3 separate regions of the Mus musculus genome follow, and regions 1 and 3 are each linked to region 2. A link is a contact called in public promoter capture Hi-C data. All regions are on one chromosome and are shown on one strand. The core of a region is the stretch at or near the end of the contact, and the rest is flanking DNA. Distances in the headings are between cores, read along the strand shown. Region 1 overlaps Erc1 (ELKS/RAB6-interacting/CAST family member 1). Region 2 overlaps Kdm5a (lysine (K)-specific demethylase 5A). Region 3 holds the start of Bid (BH3 interacting domain death agonist).

The links. Promoter capture Hi-C pulls out the DNA fragments that hold promoters and counts their contacts. Capture Hi-C pulls out chosen DNA fragments and counts their contacts.
Region 1: a contact with region 2 is called in a promoter capture Hi-C map of liver. The contact joins two enhancer-like sites. A contact is called at or near these places in 3 of 39 promoter capture datasets (cranial neural crest, frontonasal cranial neural crest and liver) and 1 of 9 other capture datasets (liver).
Region 3: a contact with region 2 is called in a promoter capture Hi-C map of liver, with 2.5 times the contacts expected there. The contact joins the promoter of Bid here to the enhancer-like site in region 2. A contact is called at or near these places in 2 of 39 promoter capture datasets (liver and pre-B cells) and 2 of 115 datasets of contacts at active chromatin or transcription factors (large pre-B cells and pancreatic cancer cells).

The regions. Positions count from the first base shown.
Region 1 is chr6:119,825,551-119,828,250 of GRCm38.p6, forward strand. Erc1 (ELKS/RAB6-interacting/CAST family member 1) reads right to left here. Exons shown (of 21, transcript NM_053204.2): 2 at 131-269. Among named protein-coding and RNA genes, the nearest start is that of Erc1, 21 kb to the right of the region's middle. Within about 2 kb of position 1,346, at least 9 of the 459 cell types and tissues checked have an H3K27ac peak or open chromatin away from gene starts, as enhancers often do. A contact at or near this core is called in liver, where this site is marked.
Region 2 is chr6:120,375,471-120,378,170 of GRCm38.p6, forward strand. All of the region lies in intron 4 of Kdm5a (lysine (K)-specific demethylase 5A), which reads left to right. Among named protein-coding and RNA genes, the nearest start is that of Gm24592, 4.3 kb to the right of the region's middle. Within about 2 kb of position 1,446, at least 14 of the 459 cell types and tissues checked have an H3K27ac peak or open chromatin away from gene starts, as enhancers often do. A contact at or near this core is called in liver, where this site is marked.
Region 3 is chr6:120,915,525-120,918,224 of GRCm38.p6, forward strand. Bid (BH3 interacting domain death agonist) reads right to left here and starts at 1,300. Exons shown (of 6, transcript NM_007544.4): 1 at 1,210-1,300.

The DNA.
Region 1 (2,700 bases), core at 96-2,595, 550 kb before region 2:
AATAACAGCTAAATTTCCATAAGATCAATATTTAAATATCAATACTTTCATGCACATTGGGAATAACAATTAGAAAATGTAGCTCTTAAGGTTAAGGTTAGGGAGATGGATCAGTGTGTAAAGTACTTGCCATGCAAGGATGAGAACACTTGGTCACTTCCCCAGAAATGAGGTAGAACTGAAGGCGATAGCATGCATCTGAAATCCCAGTGCTCCTATGGTGAGATGGGAGGCGGAGAAGGGAAAATTCCCAGAAGCTCATGGGCCAGCTAAAGAACAAAAGACTCCATTTCAACCAAGGTGAAGGCCAGGATCAACACCTGAGGCTGACCCCTGCCAACAGTCAAACACATATCATACAGAGAGAGAAGAGTGAGGGGGAGGAGAAGAAATGTAGCTCTGGGTTCGAGCCCCAACACTACATTAATGGATGTTGCAGCACATACATGGCAATAATTGCAGCAGAAGAGGTAAAGGCCATCTTCATCTACAGCTGAGTTTCACATACACAAGACCCTGATCAAAAAATAAGTTAAGTCCTGCTAACAACAACAAACCTATAAAAGGTACCTAAAACCTAACAAAAATGTTCAAGCATTTAAATCTCTACTAAAATACATAAAATCATACCTCAATAATGAAAAAAAAAGTTAAAAGTTACCCATACTGTGAAGGTATCAGCTCTTCTCCCAGTTCATTCACAAAATCCCAGTAGATTTTCATGTAATTTAAAAATGCTGATTCTAAAATTCAAATGGAGGACTAGAAGTACAATAGCCAGCTCCAGAGGAATCAGACACCACTGAACCTCTGCGCACCCGCATTCATGTGCACATAACCCATAACACATAATTAGAATAATAAAAATAAATCTTAAAAAAAAAATAGAACATGCTCTTAGCCACTGAGCCATCTCTCCAGCCCTTCCCCTTTTTTAAAACTAATTTGGCAGGGAAACCTCTCCTTGATATCAGGTTACCGAGTGCTTTTATGTGTAACACTGAGCATACGTATCAAGTATTTCATCAATAAAATAATGTACATCAACACCGGATACTGTACAATACCCAATAATGTTCTAAGTAAAATTCTGGGAAACAAAGTCCCATCAGATCATCATATTCTCATAAAGAACTACAGACTTTATTATAAAAGCAGACATGAGACATGTTTATAATCCTAGCTACAGGGAGTCTGAGGCAGATAAGGCCAGCTTGAGCTACGTCTCAAAATATAAGATGAAATAAAATAAACAAAACAAATAAACCAGACAGACAGGGTTGTATCTGCTTGTAACCCCAAGCATTGGGGAAGATGAAGCAAGAGGTTATCAAGTTCAAGGCCAATGTGAGCTTTTACAAATTCCAAACCAAGCTGATGTGTCGCCAGCAAAACTGTCTCAAAAAGAAAGAACTGGAAAAAAGTACAGAGTGCTGGCTCCGCTCTTGGCTGCCCACCAGAACTTAAACTTAATGGTAAGATTTGATTTCTGAGGACACTACACACATTGGTCACAGAACATAAATAGTTGGTAAAGACCAGGAAGCGTCCTCTCCGACACCTACTTCTATAGCTATGCAGGCTACTGGAGAGAAAATGAAAGTCACCAACAATATTCCCAAGCTGAGAACAGCAAAAAAGGGGCTGGCATCGATGTTATGGAAGTAACCACTTTCTGGTTGGATTTAAGGACTGTTCCACGGGAAGAAGAACATGCCTGGTATTGCAAATCTAGCCAATTAACCCATGGTTGGAAAGTTCATAGGCCCCAGGAGTGAACTGACTGATTATTTTGCTAAACAGACATAATACCACACTGCCCTCCAAATTTTATCTCTGCATCTGTAGAGTGCTGCCACTCTTTAGTTTCTTTGTGCGCTGAATGATGGTTAACACAGAAACTCACTACTGGTGAGAGAAGTGCAGAGAATTAGTGGCTGTGGAGTACTCAGCCTAAATGGGACAGACATACTGTATATCCTGGCCTCCCCAAGGCTCAGGGATCATCACGGAAAAGTATTCAGAGACATTGTAAGAACCAAAGGTCAGGGAAAACCCAGAGCAAAGACTGTCTTCTCATGAGAGGACCACTACACTAAGGAACTCACAGCAGCTGTGTTTGCCTGCACAAGATCAAGCCAGTCCACAGTCTAGCACTGAGTGAAGGGGGTTAAAAGCCTACACACTCCTTTAACTGAAGAGCTACGAACAGCTGACAGCTTCTGGGGTAGGGAGAGTCAGTTTTCTTTCTGAGTATGGTTCCCTTTAGTTAACCACGTTTCAGTGGGTGGTTCAACATCCAGAAGAATATGAACAGCACAAACTAACCAATGGGTAACTGAACAAAAAAAGACATAAAGTTGGAAGGATACCAGGGTAGGGATGGACTGGCTCTCAAAACTCCATAACTGGAATTTCTTATACAAAAAGGCTTTGCATATAGACTACACATATCCACCATTATACTCTAAGCCTTTTTTAGACCACTAATAATACCTACCTCAGAGTAAGCTATATATAAATAATTGTGATGCTTAAAGTAAGTCATCTGGGCAGTGGTGGCATGCCTTTAACTGCAGCACTAGGGAGGCAGAGGCAGGCAGATCTCTGAGTTTGAGGCCAGTCTGGTCTACAAAGCAAGTTCCTGGACAGCCAGGGCTACAGAGAAACCCTGTCTTGAAAAACAAACAAACAAACAAA
Region 2 (2,700 bases), core at 196-2,695:
CACTATGTAGATAAGATTGGCCTCAGTTTATAGATACCTATCTGCTTCTGCCTCCTGAGTGCTATAATTAAAAATGTGAGCTGTCACACCCAGCCCCAACCCCACTTCTTAATGTTGGCTAAACCTTAAAGTGGGCATTTCAGAGGTTTCTGTTTTAAATCAGCCTTAAATAGCCTCTTATTCTCACACTTTAACCAGTTATGAGTCTTGGTATTATCCACCACACACTGTAGAAAGAAGCTTTTCTGGTCAAAGAGGATAACAGCACTATTATATGATCATAAATACTTAAAATCCAGTTTGACAGGCATATCTTGACTATTTAGCAAAATAGCAGTAAATTTCTCACCAGGGACTATCACTTTTCCAGTCACTGACTTTTTGATTATGTGTATAGTATCAAAGATGACTTCCCTTCTGTGAAATAGACCTCAAATCCAAGAAGTGACTGGTTAGCTGCCAGTATATACTAGTGGACCCATTGTGTCTGTCAAGTTAGTAGTGCACCATTCAGGTTAGCTTAAACTTTTTTGTGAATCTTGAATGTTTTTTTTTTCCCCCTCACTGACTGTCTTAGGGTTTACTGCTGTGAGCACACACTATGACCAAGGCAACTCCTATAAGGACAACATATAATTGGGGATGGCTTATAGGTTCAGAGGTTCAGTTCATTATCACCAAGGCAGAAACATGGCAGCATCCAGGCAGGCATGGTACAGGCAGAGCTGAGAGTTCTACATCTTCATCTGAAGGCTGCTAGCAGAATACTTGACTAACATGCAGCTAGGATAAGGGTCTTAAAGCCCACGCTCATGGTGGCACAACTACTCCAACAAGGCCACACCTCCTAATAGTGTTACTTCCTGGGCCAAACATATACAAACCCAACACATTCCACTCCCTGGCCCCCATAGGCTGAGTCTATGGGGGCCATATCTAGCAGTAGCAATATAAAAGGACATTTAGTCCAACTTCAGAAGTCCTCATAGTCTATAGCAGTCTCAACACTGTTAAAAGTTCAAAGTCTTTTCTGAGATCCATCCATTCACTTAGCTATAATCCCCAAATCAAGACAGGAAACCAGCTGGGCAAACTCTAAACTCTGTATCTCCATTTCTGATGTCAAAAGGATCTCCAACTCCTTTGTTGACTGAAACAAATTTATAATCCTGGGCTGGTTCCACTCCCTGTTAGCAGCATTCCTCAGCAGATATCCTATGGCTTTGGCATCTCGAAAATTTTGGAAACACAGCTTCTTTGTGCTCTCAACAAACATTTCCCAGAAGATTTCACCTCAGTGATACTGGTCTCTTCTTAATCCTTGCTAATTTCTTAGCTCTAGCTAACCAGTGTCAATTGTCCCAGTAGTCCCTTTTATTTTTCACTCTAAAGCCAGAGCCACATTGCCAAAGCTGCTGAGTTCCGCTGTTTACAGGAGCTGGACTATGACCCCCTTGTTCTATTATATTATCACTAGCTTCCTGTTTTCCAACTCCTTCACTGCCTAAGCTTGTATCCTGGATCTTGGTCTATAATTGACCTTGAACTCAGAGATCTGTATGCCTGTCTCCAGGGATTAAAGGTGCCTCCCACCGTGCTTGGATCTAAATTTTAGTTGGGTAGGATCTTGTCCTGTAGTCCCATTCCCTTAATTTGTTATCTCCTAGAACACAGGATTCAGCTCCATTTCACTTCCTGGTGCCACATTAATACTCAAACCATATATTTTATATTTTTCCTTTCTAAGCTTGCTACACTTGTTCAAGATGCTCTTCATGAGAACAAAGTCTCTGCTGGGCTATTTTGAGACTTCCTTTGTCAGTGCAATTAATACAAATCTCTTTACTTTAAGGCTGGGTGTGATAGCACACACCTTTGATCCCAGCACTTGGGAGGCAGAGGCAGGTGAATTTCTGAGTTTGAGGCCAGCCTGGTCTACAGAGTGAGTTCCACAGAAACCCTGCCTCCAAAATAAACAAAACACAAAACAAAACAAAAAATCTCTTTACTTTAACCTCATGTAGACTTTTCAGACAAGGGCAGAAAGCAGTCACCAAAATACCACAAAAATAGTCTGTACGCCACATACTGGAATTTTTCTCCACTGAAACCTCTTGGGCTTGGTCTGCACAGTTCACATCACTCTCAGCAACAAAACAAAGTCTTCCATATTCCTACTAGGATAACCCATTGAGCTCCACTTAAACATTATACTGCTGTCTAAATCCAAAGTTCCCAAATCCACATTCTTTTTTTTTTTTTTAAGATTTATTTATTATTATATGTAAGTACACTGTAGCTGTCTTCAGACAATCCAGAAGAGGGAGTCAGATCTTGTTACGGATGGTTGTGAGCCACCATGTGGTTGCTTGGATTTGAACCCTGGACCTTCGGAAGAGCAGTCGGGTGCTCTTACCCACTGAGCCATCTCACCAGCCCCCAAATCCACATTCTTAAGACAAAAGCATGGTCAGGCCTATCACAGCAATACCCTAGTACCAACTTCTTTCTTAGGGTTTTACTGCTGTGAACAGACACCATGACCAAGGCAACTTCTATAAAGACAACACATAATTGGGACTGGCTTACAGGTTCAGAGGTTCAGTTCATTATCAAGGCAGGAACATGGCGCCATCCAGGCAGGCATGATGCAGGAGTAGCTGAGAGTTCTACATCTTCATCTGAAGGCTGCTAGCTGAA
Region 3 (2,700 bases), core at 50-2,549, 540 kb after region 2:
TATTAAAGCCTCTGAACTCAGCCCCAGCACTGGATCAGGCTCCCCCCCCCCCCATGGAAACACTCAGAGCTGACTGCCAGGGTAGTGCCTGGGACCAAGTCCCAGGGGATGGGGCAGGGCTGCAAAGTCTCCTGGTTGGGTAGAGCTGGAATGTGGAAAGTCCACATCCTTCTTGTGGTTTCTCCCAGCTCCATTCCACAGCTAGCTTATCCTAGACCCGGCTTCAAGGTAGTCTTCCAGTAAGGGCAATCCTGGCCATGGCACCAGGCAGTAGCCTGGGAAAGTAGGGGAGCCCTGCCTGGGTCCTCAGGATGCTCTTGACTCAGAACTATGTGGCTTATCAGATGAAGGTCAAGCCCAGCCTAGAAGTCCCATACTCAACACCACCTGGTCCTTTACAGAGCTCTTCATTCCAGCCTCTCACCACCCACAAAGTTCTACCCTGATCCGTCCCTGGTCCACACTTATTTGTTGAGTATGTAAATGAATGTACGAAAGAATGAATGAACGAATGTGTGAATCCTTGTGGGCCCAGGCCACTTGGTGGCTGAAGACTGTGGGTTTCTTCTAGAATCCTATAGGGTTATTCAGCCAACCATTCAACAAACTTTTTAAAAACATCAGCAACCAGTCTGTGCACATTTTCAAACCATTTTGGGTACTGGAGATGCGGAGGGGTCAGCCACTTCCTCACAGTTCAGGCGTGAGTGTGAGCTGTGCACACAGTAGTGCCCACGGGTGTAGGAAAGGTGCCCCTCGCTGCAGTCTTCCAAGGTCTGTGTTCCCTGGGTTGGGGTTCCAGGGCTTTTGCAGGGCCCATTTGTGGGCTGTAGCCGTTCCTTGTTGATTTTTGTGGGTGGCCATAGCGGAGCGCAGCGAGACCTCAGGCCCGCCTTTCCAGCTCTGCGCGCACCTGCCGAGTGGCGCGCGACCGCGGGGACCCCGGGTCCACCAGGAGGCCTGCCCGAAGCGGACCAGGACCGAGCGCTGAGGGGGACCGCGAGTGGCGCACGCCCCAGGCCTTCGAGTGAGTGCCTTCCCCTCAGCTCCGCGGTGGCACCCTGTGGCCGGCGCCCTCACCCCGCCTCCATCAAGGCGCAAGAGCCCCGCCATCACGAAGGATCGATAGCATACGAAACTGAGCTCCGTGCCGACCCCGTCCTCCCAGAGGGGAACTGTGGGGGCGCCCAGTAGGGTGGGCATACTCACCACGCAGACGCCGCTGCGCCGGTACCGGGCGGCGAACGGGCTAAGGCAAAGGTTTGCGGAGCCACACTCGGCCCGGCGCTCTACTCCACCTACCTTTCCTCGTGCTCGCCCGGGAGCCCCGCCCCTGTGATAGCCCCGCCCTCCGGATGCTCCGCCCTCCGACTGGCCACACTTTGCGGAAACCCAAGGGTCCTACCGGCTCGCTACGGGGGACAGGAAGGAAGGTACACCCGGAACCTGCGCTCCCCAGAGTCCCCAAAGCCTGGGCGACCTGCCCTCGTGAGGATGGGGTGTCATACTTGATCCCGACCTCTCCGCATTGTCTTGATGTATTACATAGCAGGGTTGGCACACTCAAGACTAGTGACCCTGTCAGAATCGGCCCTATCAGAGATGCTGGGAGGTCCCTATTGTTTCTCCTGCGCAGCTGCTTGCAGAATTTTTAAACTCTTGTGGGGAAGGCAGGGATGGGGGTTGCGGGGTTCTCGGTCATGGAATGAATCAGCAAGGATGAATGTGGAAAGAACCAGGAGGCTAGCAGATAATCTCAAACTGCTAGCTAGTTCCCCTGTCCAGAGAAGTCCCAATGCTATATACTTAAGTGCCAGCCAGTACCCCCAAAGGACACGTGACAGTGACAAAAGTGAAAGAGAAACAAGAAAGTGAATTCTGGAAGTATGAGGAAGTAAATAGAACCATGGAAATTGCTGTTCCTGAGCAGAGAAACTGGATCTGAGAAGACAAAAAAAAAAAAAAAAAAAAAAAAAAATCACATGGTTGGTGTGTGTTTGTGTGTGTATGTGTGTATTTAAGCCAGAGGTCAGTGTTTTCCTTCATCACTCTCCACCTTTCCACCTTTTTTTTTTTTCTTTTGAGATGGTGTGGGGTGAGGGGAGTGGACCAGCTTCCCAGCTCCACGCGTGATTTCCCTAGGCTGACTGCCAGGTGAGCTCCAGGAAGCTTCCACTGTGCACCAATAACAATGGAATTGTAGATACACACAGCACTCTATTTTTTACATGGGTGCTAGGGATCCAAAGTCCAGTTCTTACGCATATGAAGTACTTTACAAACCGAGCCATCTCCAGGGTTTCTTTTTCCTCTTTATATTTTCCAATTCTTCTTAAAGGAAGATGGCTCTAATTTTACGATCAATAAAAGTTACACTTGAAGCCGGGCGTGGTGTCGCACGCCTTTAATCCCGGCACTTGGGAGGCCTCTGTTCGAGGCCAGCCTGGTCTACAAAGTGAGTTCCAGGACAGCCAGGGCTATACAGAGAAACCCTGTCTGTCGAAAAACCAACCCCACCCCACCCCCCACTCCCCCACCCCCCCACCCCCCGCCAAAAAAAAAGTTACACTTGAAATCACATAGTGGAAGAGCTTGGTGATGAACAGCGGGGGCAGGGTTGGAGAGATGGCTCACTGGTTAAAAGCACTTCTCACTCTTACAGAGCATCCATCTGGGTTCAGTACTTAGCACCCATATGGT